2 separate regions of the Mus musculus genome follow, and region 2 is linked to region 1. Evidence: chromatin contacts called from public promoter capture Hi-C data. All regions are on one chromosome and are shown on one strand. Each heading gives the region's core, a stretch centred on a gene start, on an enhancer-like site or on the middle of the called end of the contact. The rest is flanking DNA. Distances are from core to core; before and after follow the strand shown.

Region 1 (3,761 bases), core at 930-3,429:
TGCACTGAAGGTCAGGAATTTGAACAGAGGTGTATAGCAATGGGGGATGGGGAACTGGAGTTAGCCAACAGAAAGTCTTAGATGCTAGGAAAGCAAGAGGCTCCCAGGACCCAACAGGGATTACATTAGCTGAAACGCCCAATACGGGGGAGAGAGAACCTGTAGAGCCCATATACAGAAGTTAGGCAAGACCCCCAGCTGAGGGATGGGGCCACACAGCCTTCTCAAAATTTTAACCCAGAATTGCTCCTGTCTAAAGGAAATATGAGCACAAAGAGTGGAGCAGAGACTGAAGGAAAGGCCATCCAGAGACTGCCCCACCTGGGGATCCATCCCATCTGCAGCCACCAAACCCAGTCACTATTGCTGATGCCAAGACGTGCTTGCTGACAGGAGCCTGATATAGATGACTCCTAAGAGACTCAGCCATAGCCTTACTGATACAGATGCGGATGCTTGTAGCCAACCATCGGATGGAGCAGGGGGACCCCAATGGAGGAGTTAGGGGAAGGACTGAAGGAGCTGAAGGGGTTTGCAACCCCATAGGAAGAACAACAATATCAAACAACCAGATGCCTTCCCCCGAGAACTCTCAGGGACTAAACCACCAACCAAAGAGTATACATGGGTGGGTACATGGCTCCAGCTGCATATGCAGCAGAGAATGGCCCTGTCTGGCATCAAAGGGAGGGGAGGCCCTTGGTCCTGTGAGGGCTCAATGCCCCAGCATAGAGGACTCCTAGGGCGGTGTGGCAGGAGTGGGAGTGTGGGTGGGGGAGCACCCTCGTGGAGGCGGGGGTGGGGGGGGGTATGGGAGATTCTTAGAGAGGAAACCAGGAAGGGTGATAACATTTGAAATGTAAATAAACAAAATAACCAATAAAAAATTTTAAAAAGGAAAAAGAAAAATTCCATGTAACACTAAGACACTATAATATATATTTTATTACTTACAATTTTTATTGCACTTTCACTCAGATAGTTAACAATATATCCCTTCTGACTATGTCAAAAAAAAAAAAAAAGGAAAAAAAAGAAAGAAAACCTTGAGCTCGCCAAGCAAATGTGCACAGAAAAGGCAGCTCAATAGCGTCTGGCACAATCGATGGCCTGCTGATCATAGCGAGCCCACTGAATTGATAGGGGCATAGGGTAAGTGACAGGCCCAAGTCCAATAGGACACCTTTCACATACAAACCCTACTTGAAGACACTGTCACCTTTAATCAAAGTGTTTCTAAAATACAATTTTCTTTGTTGCCTTTTTGGAAGTAGGTAGCCATTTTAAGCTGGTCAGAGGGTTAAATGGGTTGTGACCACTTTGGGGGTTGAACAGCCCTTTCATGGGGGTCACCTAAGACCATCAGAGAACACAGAGATTTGCATTATGATTGATAACAGTAACAAATCACAGGTATAAAGCAGCAAAGAAAAAAAGTTTATGGTTGGGGTCACCACAACACGAGGGGCTGCATTAACGGTCACAGCGTTAGGAAGGCTGAGAAGCACCGGTCTAGATGAAGAGTGTGCGGGGTATCGCTGGTAAGGAAGATCCAGAGAGCCAGCTGACCTTACTCTCTCCATTCAACACTGCTGACACATTTGCATACACCCCGCCCAGTCTAATTCCCTCCAACTTGATGATTATGAAGTGGTGAGTTGGGCTACGCAGCCTGTTTAATGCATTGAGATGTCTTAATATCTGCTGACTTGGAATGAAGCATAAGGCGTACCCAGAACTGGCACCCAGGCAGGCTAAATGCTTTGGCCATCTGCTCCCCTGCAGCATTTATATCTCAGGTCCCGTTTGCTTTACTGTAGCTGCTACTTGCACACTGGGGTGCAGATCCGAGCCCCTTCTTAAAACCATCTCCATCCCGCTCCTGATCTCTGCCCATCTGAAATGATGGCTTGGAGCTCTGCTTTTAAATTTATGCTTGAGCTCAGAGGTCCGTTCAAATGTATACTTCCTTGAGTAGCACGGGTCTGTTTTGCTAACCTCACTTCTGGTTTCTGGTTTCACAGCACCCCCACCCTGAGTCTGTGCTCTAGTCCCCAGTATTTGCAAGGCCTCACTCTCCCTCGAACCACAGCTGAGCTGTCAGTCATGTTATCTCAGCAAGGCCACTGCTCTGCCTTCAAGCCCGCCCACTCTGATTAATTAAATGATTTGTTGACACACTCAGATTTCTGTTTACTCTAGCACGGAAGTTCTAGCCAAGATAATTCCATCCAGGGCTTCAGGACTTGCCTGTGACAAAATGCTGAGGCAGGAAAATGTTTCTGAGCAAGCTCTTGCTCAGATCTACCAACCTGACTTCCTCGTTTCTCTTTCCTTCTTATCACAACCTGTGAAGTCATTATTCATTTTTGGCTATTCCCATCTATTATCTATTTTAAATCCTTTGCCTGATGGTCCTTAGACCAAATTATAAGTCTCTATAGATGTTAGCAAATCCCAAATCTACTACTATTCCTACTAAAACATCAACGAATGTGAGTTCTTAAGTACTTGTGTGAGTTCAACTTTGTTGAAAAATAAGGCACTTACTAAGAGTTAGCTGAGCTTACAGCACACAGTAGGTGGTGTGGACAAAGGGCAAAATAAGGCACCAAAAGCCAGAGCCTCATCTTCCAGATGAGAAAAGCAAGAGACAGAAGTTAAACCATTGTCCCTCAGCAGGTAGGCAGGGTTGGAATTACTAAGGAAACCTACATAGTATGACGTCGCAACAGAACTGTCCAGAGAACTTTCAATGAAAACCAAATAATCCACATCTCTGCTGCTCACGACAAGAGCCACTCATCACTCAGGGTTACTGACATTTGAAAATTGGCTATGTACAAGCACGAAACAGAATTTTCAATTTCATTTAATGTGTGTGTGTTAGTGTGTGTTCATGTGTGTGTTCATGAGTGTGGTATATATGCGTATGTGTGGTGCATGTATGTATATGGTGCATATGTATGGTGCATGTATGTATGTTTTCCTGTGTGTGTGGTATATATGTGTATGTATGATACATGTGTGTATGCGTGTTCCTGTGTGTGGTACATTTGTTTCTCTCTCTGTGTGTGTAGTGCATGTGTGTGCATATGTGTGTGGTGCATGTGTTCATGTGTTTGTGTGTATGTGTGGTGAGTGTGTGTGTGTTCCTGTGTATGGTATTTGTGTGTGTGTACAGATCAAAGGACAACCTGTGGTGCCATCCTCAGGTGCTGCCACACACATGCACCATACTGACACACGTGTACCACACTCGTGAACACACACACCATCTTCTCACTGGAGTAGAGCTCACAAGTAAGCAAGTAGGGTCGGAGGCTCCTCATGATTGCAAGGCACACTCCAGCTGAGCTAGCTCCCCAGCCCATGAAGAAGATGTTTATACAACTGTGATGCTTGCCATGGATCCTGGCCTGCAGGCCCTGGGGAACAGCTTCAGGAGGGCGGCCCTGAAGACCGAGCGTCTTAGGTGTGGTTACTATTACTCTGATGAAACATCTTGACCAAAGCAACTTAAGAGTTCCACACCATTTGTTCATTGTCAAAGGAAGTCAGGGCAGGACCTCATGCAGGGCAGGAACCTGGAGGCAGGAGCTGATGCAGAGGCCATGGAGAGGTGCTGCTTTCTGGCTTGCTTCCCATGGCTTACTCAACTTGCTTTCTTATAGAACCCAGGACCCCCAGCACAGGGGTGGCACCACCCACAGTGGGCTGGGCCCTCCCACATTAATCACTAAGAAAATGCTCTACATTGC
Region 2 (3,500 bases), core at 839-3,338, 240 kb before region 1:
TCTAGAATGTGAGTGGAACCTGTCTGTCCAAGCACTAAGGACATTCTCTTTGATTGCTAGACGGTGTGTTGCTTAATAACTTTTGCTCCTATAAAGTACAATTTTCAGGAGTTTCTTTAGGGCCAGGGCTTGAAGATGATTCTAGACCAAGGATGTCCCCCTGTAGTGAAAGAGTGTCCAATTCTGTCCAACATGACAGCCAGTGAGTGACACGTTTTGGGCACTTATGACAAAGGGTGCTATTGAAGACATCAAAGGGGGTACAGTCGGAATGTCAGAATGCTCATAAAACAGCCTGTATGTACCAACATCTCCTAAAACAGACAAGTACTGTGCTTTGGATCTTTGGACCAGGGGCTTAGGGCAGAGAACCATGTTCAGAGCTGAAGCCTCAGAGCTCATGGCCCAGCGGTTGCCTGGCGTTAGAGTGGCGCCCGGGAAGCCACCTCCCATCTTTATTTCAGAAGTAGCTGCTCTAGAAGCTCTAGGCAGAGCCAGGGTTAGCGCGACTTCATTCTGTAACCCGGGCTGTAGCCTGTTGTGATGACTGCTTTTTGCGGGGGTGGGGGTCGGGGGAGGGGAGCGTCTGAATCATTCTAAGAAAATGGGGCTTGGTTTGTTCGATGAGTTGGGGCCAGGTGAGATCCTGCAAGAACACTGTGTTGTTCTTGGAAGTGATTAAGGTTGAAGCACAAGTTCGGGGAGAACGATTGTATCCCTCATAAAAGTGGATTCTGTTCGTTTTAAGGTACACAATAGAAGCTGTGGCCCAGACTCGCCCCAAAGGCAGCCTCGAGGGCATTTACACGCACAGATGGGCATGCACTCAGGAGAGCCACTAAGGAAAGCTGACGTTGAAACGCCCACGTCTTAAGCTATCTGCTGTGAACCTCTGCAAAGATTCATTTTTTTTCTTGCCAAATATAGCATTCAGTTACCAAGTGGAATTGTAAAAGTTTACGTTTTCATGAAAATTCCGGTAATGTTTTTTCCCTCCTCCACCAACGTCTTCTCAGTTCACCACTAGAGGGCACTGTTGGCAGTGAGATCAACAGGAAGGAAGCAGAAAATTGTCTAGTGTTTCTTTGTTGTGTGTGTTTTAAATAACTTTAAATTACTTCCTTTCCGTCAGTAAATAAAAACGGAAATTTAAAAGCTACTCTACTTACAGTTTATATGGACTTGTGTTTCCACTCACCTCAGATACATACAAACCTTGAGTGTACTCCATTAACAAAATAAATAAATCATTGTAAAATGTAGTTCCAATTTCTCCCAAATGCTTCCTTTCCCCAGGCACCTCGCACACTCCTGTACATCCTGTTTGGAATGTTTCCCGCACTTGGAAACGCCTTAGTTGGTTTTTTTTTTTTGTTTGTTTGTTTGTTTTGTTTTGTTTTGTTTTAATTTCTGAGCCGGTTAAACAATTTTACTTTCCCAATCACACTTTCCTGTCATTTGCTTCCAGACCCCAGAGCAGCGAGGGATCTTTCTGGTATCTAGCTTAAGCTATTTATTTCCCGTGTACCATATATACATATTCTGCACGCACACACATGCACAGGAAAGCACATTCCATGTCTCCATTTAGAGGTTACAGAGGTGGCAAGCGTGTCTGCATTCTGAGGGCGCATCCAAAGCTGCTGTCTAGCCATAAGCTTCATGCTTTTGAGGAAAACCTCAACGATGACTCCAGGGGCAATCTCTGCCTCCTTTCAGTGAATGCTGGGCCGTGTCACCATCCTTCAGGCTCACACATTAGCCCCGTAGCAGGCTCTAACACAGGCTCACACAGGTTCTGCTTGGATTTAGTTCTAGGAATTGGCCTGAGGACTGGAGGGAGACTGCTGGTTGGTCTATCGGCCACAGGTAGGGAACGACTTCTGTAGAATCTTCCAGAACAGTGGAAGTGCTGGTGCTTACTAGATTTCCTACGTTACTTTCTGTTACTGCGATAGCACCCTGACTAAGTCAACCTGAGGCTGGAGCTGAAGCGGAGGCCATGCAGGAGCGCTGCCACTGGCTGCTCACTGGCTCACATTCAGCTACCTTTCTGACCTGGATGGACTGCCTGCCTAGAGATGGTGCCGCCCACAGTGGGCGGGGCCTTCCTCCAACAACTAGCAATCAAGAAAATGCCCTGCAAACACTCCCACAGGCCAATCTGATGGAGGCGATTTCTCAACTGAAGCTCCCTTCCCCCAGCCTCTCTAAGTTTGTGTCAGGTTGGCAGGTGAAGCTATGACATTAGGTAGGGACACAGAAGCCACAGGAAACTGCAGAGTCAGCATCCATCCAGGCCCCCTCCCCCAATCAGGGCTGTCATTGTCCCTCACACTTGCTCTGCAGCAAACTCACATGGCCCTGGAGTTCTGAGTCCCTTAGATCTCGTGCCCGACTCACAACTCCTCTCGCTGCCTTTCCACTACAGGCAAAATGAGCGCCCTGTGAGTGAGCAGTGGTGTCGTCTGGAACTCCAGCTTTGCAATACACCGCAACAACAGCTCACCACTCACGGTGGTTCAGGGCAAAACTTAGCAGCGGCTGCTTCTGCTACCCCAGGGCATCTTTTCCTGTATGCCCGGATTGCCATCTCTGCCACCACAATCTCCTCCAGTGGATTACTTTCTCAAGTTGCTACTGGACCTGCAACTGTAAAGTCCAAGTTGCCAAGGCCTTCCAGGACTTAGCTGCAGCCTATCTAGTAACCAGGATGCCATTAGCTTCCCCTACACGATGGCACTGGAGCCAATCCCAAGTCTCCACGAGGCTGTGTGTTCCTCCAACCACCTGTTAGCCAGATCCCTCCTCTCAGCTGAGGATGGCAAGATGGCATTAAATAGGCTAATATTTGTATGAGAGTAAGCCATCACTGTAAGAAACGAGGGTCAATGAATATTTTGGGCCAAAGGTAAAACTGTTTTAAACATCACGGACCACGTGTGTACCGCCCACCCAGCATTTAAAAACTCAAAGTGAAGCTGAGTTCATGCGGTCGGCCGCAGACTAGATTTCGTTCCTGTGAGCTTTAGTTTGTCAGCCTTTGAATGAGAGGTAAGAGGGGAGATCTGTGGGAGGCTGGAAAAAGCTCCAGAGTCCACCCGGGCTTGAATACACGAGGGACAGAGCGAGGGAAGTTTCTGGAAGCATGCTTGATCATCTGTGAAGGCCTGAGGAAGGCTGTCAGGGAGTGCTCGAGCCCAGACCAGCTGTCGTTTTGACAGCTCTGGAGAACAGGATTGTGATCCTTTCGAATAAATACGTGTCCACCTTCCTTCATCAGAGCAGGGCTTCGAATGTTTTCTGTTCATGACCCTTTCTTGTCTGAGAAACTTTTGCTACCCTGTGTGTATAAGCAGATGTAACAGGTACGTAAGTCAAATGTTTACTTAGGGTAAAAGCCTTCAGGTTTCGGAAACAATTCTTTGATACATACGTGATTTTACTGTTCATTACAGACAGAACCGTTTGCACATCACTGGATGTGTGTGTTGGTTTAA

The links. Promoter capture Hi-C pulls out the DNA fragments that hold promoters and counts their contacts.
Region 2: a contact with region 1 is called in a promoter capture Hi-C map of liver, with 3 times the contacts expected there. The contact joins two enhancer-like sites. A contact is called at or near these places in 5 of 39 promoter capture datasets (the 3T3-L1 cell line, hippocampal neurons and liver), 13 of 484 Hi-C or Micro-C datasets (the 3T3-L1 cell line, the N1E-115 cell line, Sertoli cells and 8 more) and 4 of 115 datasets of contacts at active chromatin or transcription factors (embryonic fibroblasts, large pre-B cells, microglia and 1 more).

What each region holds. Positions count from the first base shown.
Region 1 is chr6:145,597,247-145,601,007 of GRCm38.p6, forward strand. The region is part of intron 1 of Gm38475 (a long non-coding RNA gene); the gene reads right to left. Among named protein-coding and RNA genes, the nearest start is that of Gm38475, 15 kb to the right of the region's middle. Within about 2 kb of position 2,180, at least 27 of the 459 cell types and tissues checked have an H3K27ac peak or open chromatin away from gene starts, as enhancers often do. A contact at or near this core is called in the N1E-115 cell line and liver, where this site is marked.
Region 2 is chr6:145,359,218-145,362,717 of GRCm38.p6, forward strand. No RefSeq gene overlaps it. Among named protein-coding and RNA genes, the nearest start is that of Gm38926, 13 kb to the left of the region's middle. Within about 2 kb of position 2,089, at least 42 of the 459 cell types and tissues checked have an H3K27ac peak or open chromatin away from gene starts, as enhancers often do. A contact at or near this core is called in the N1E-115 cell line and liver, where this site is marked.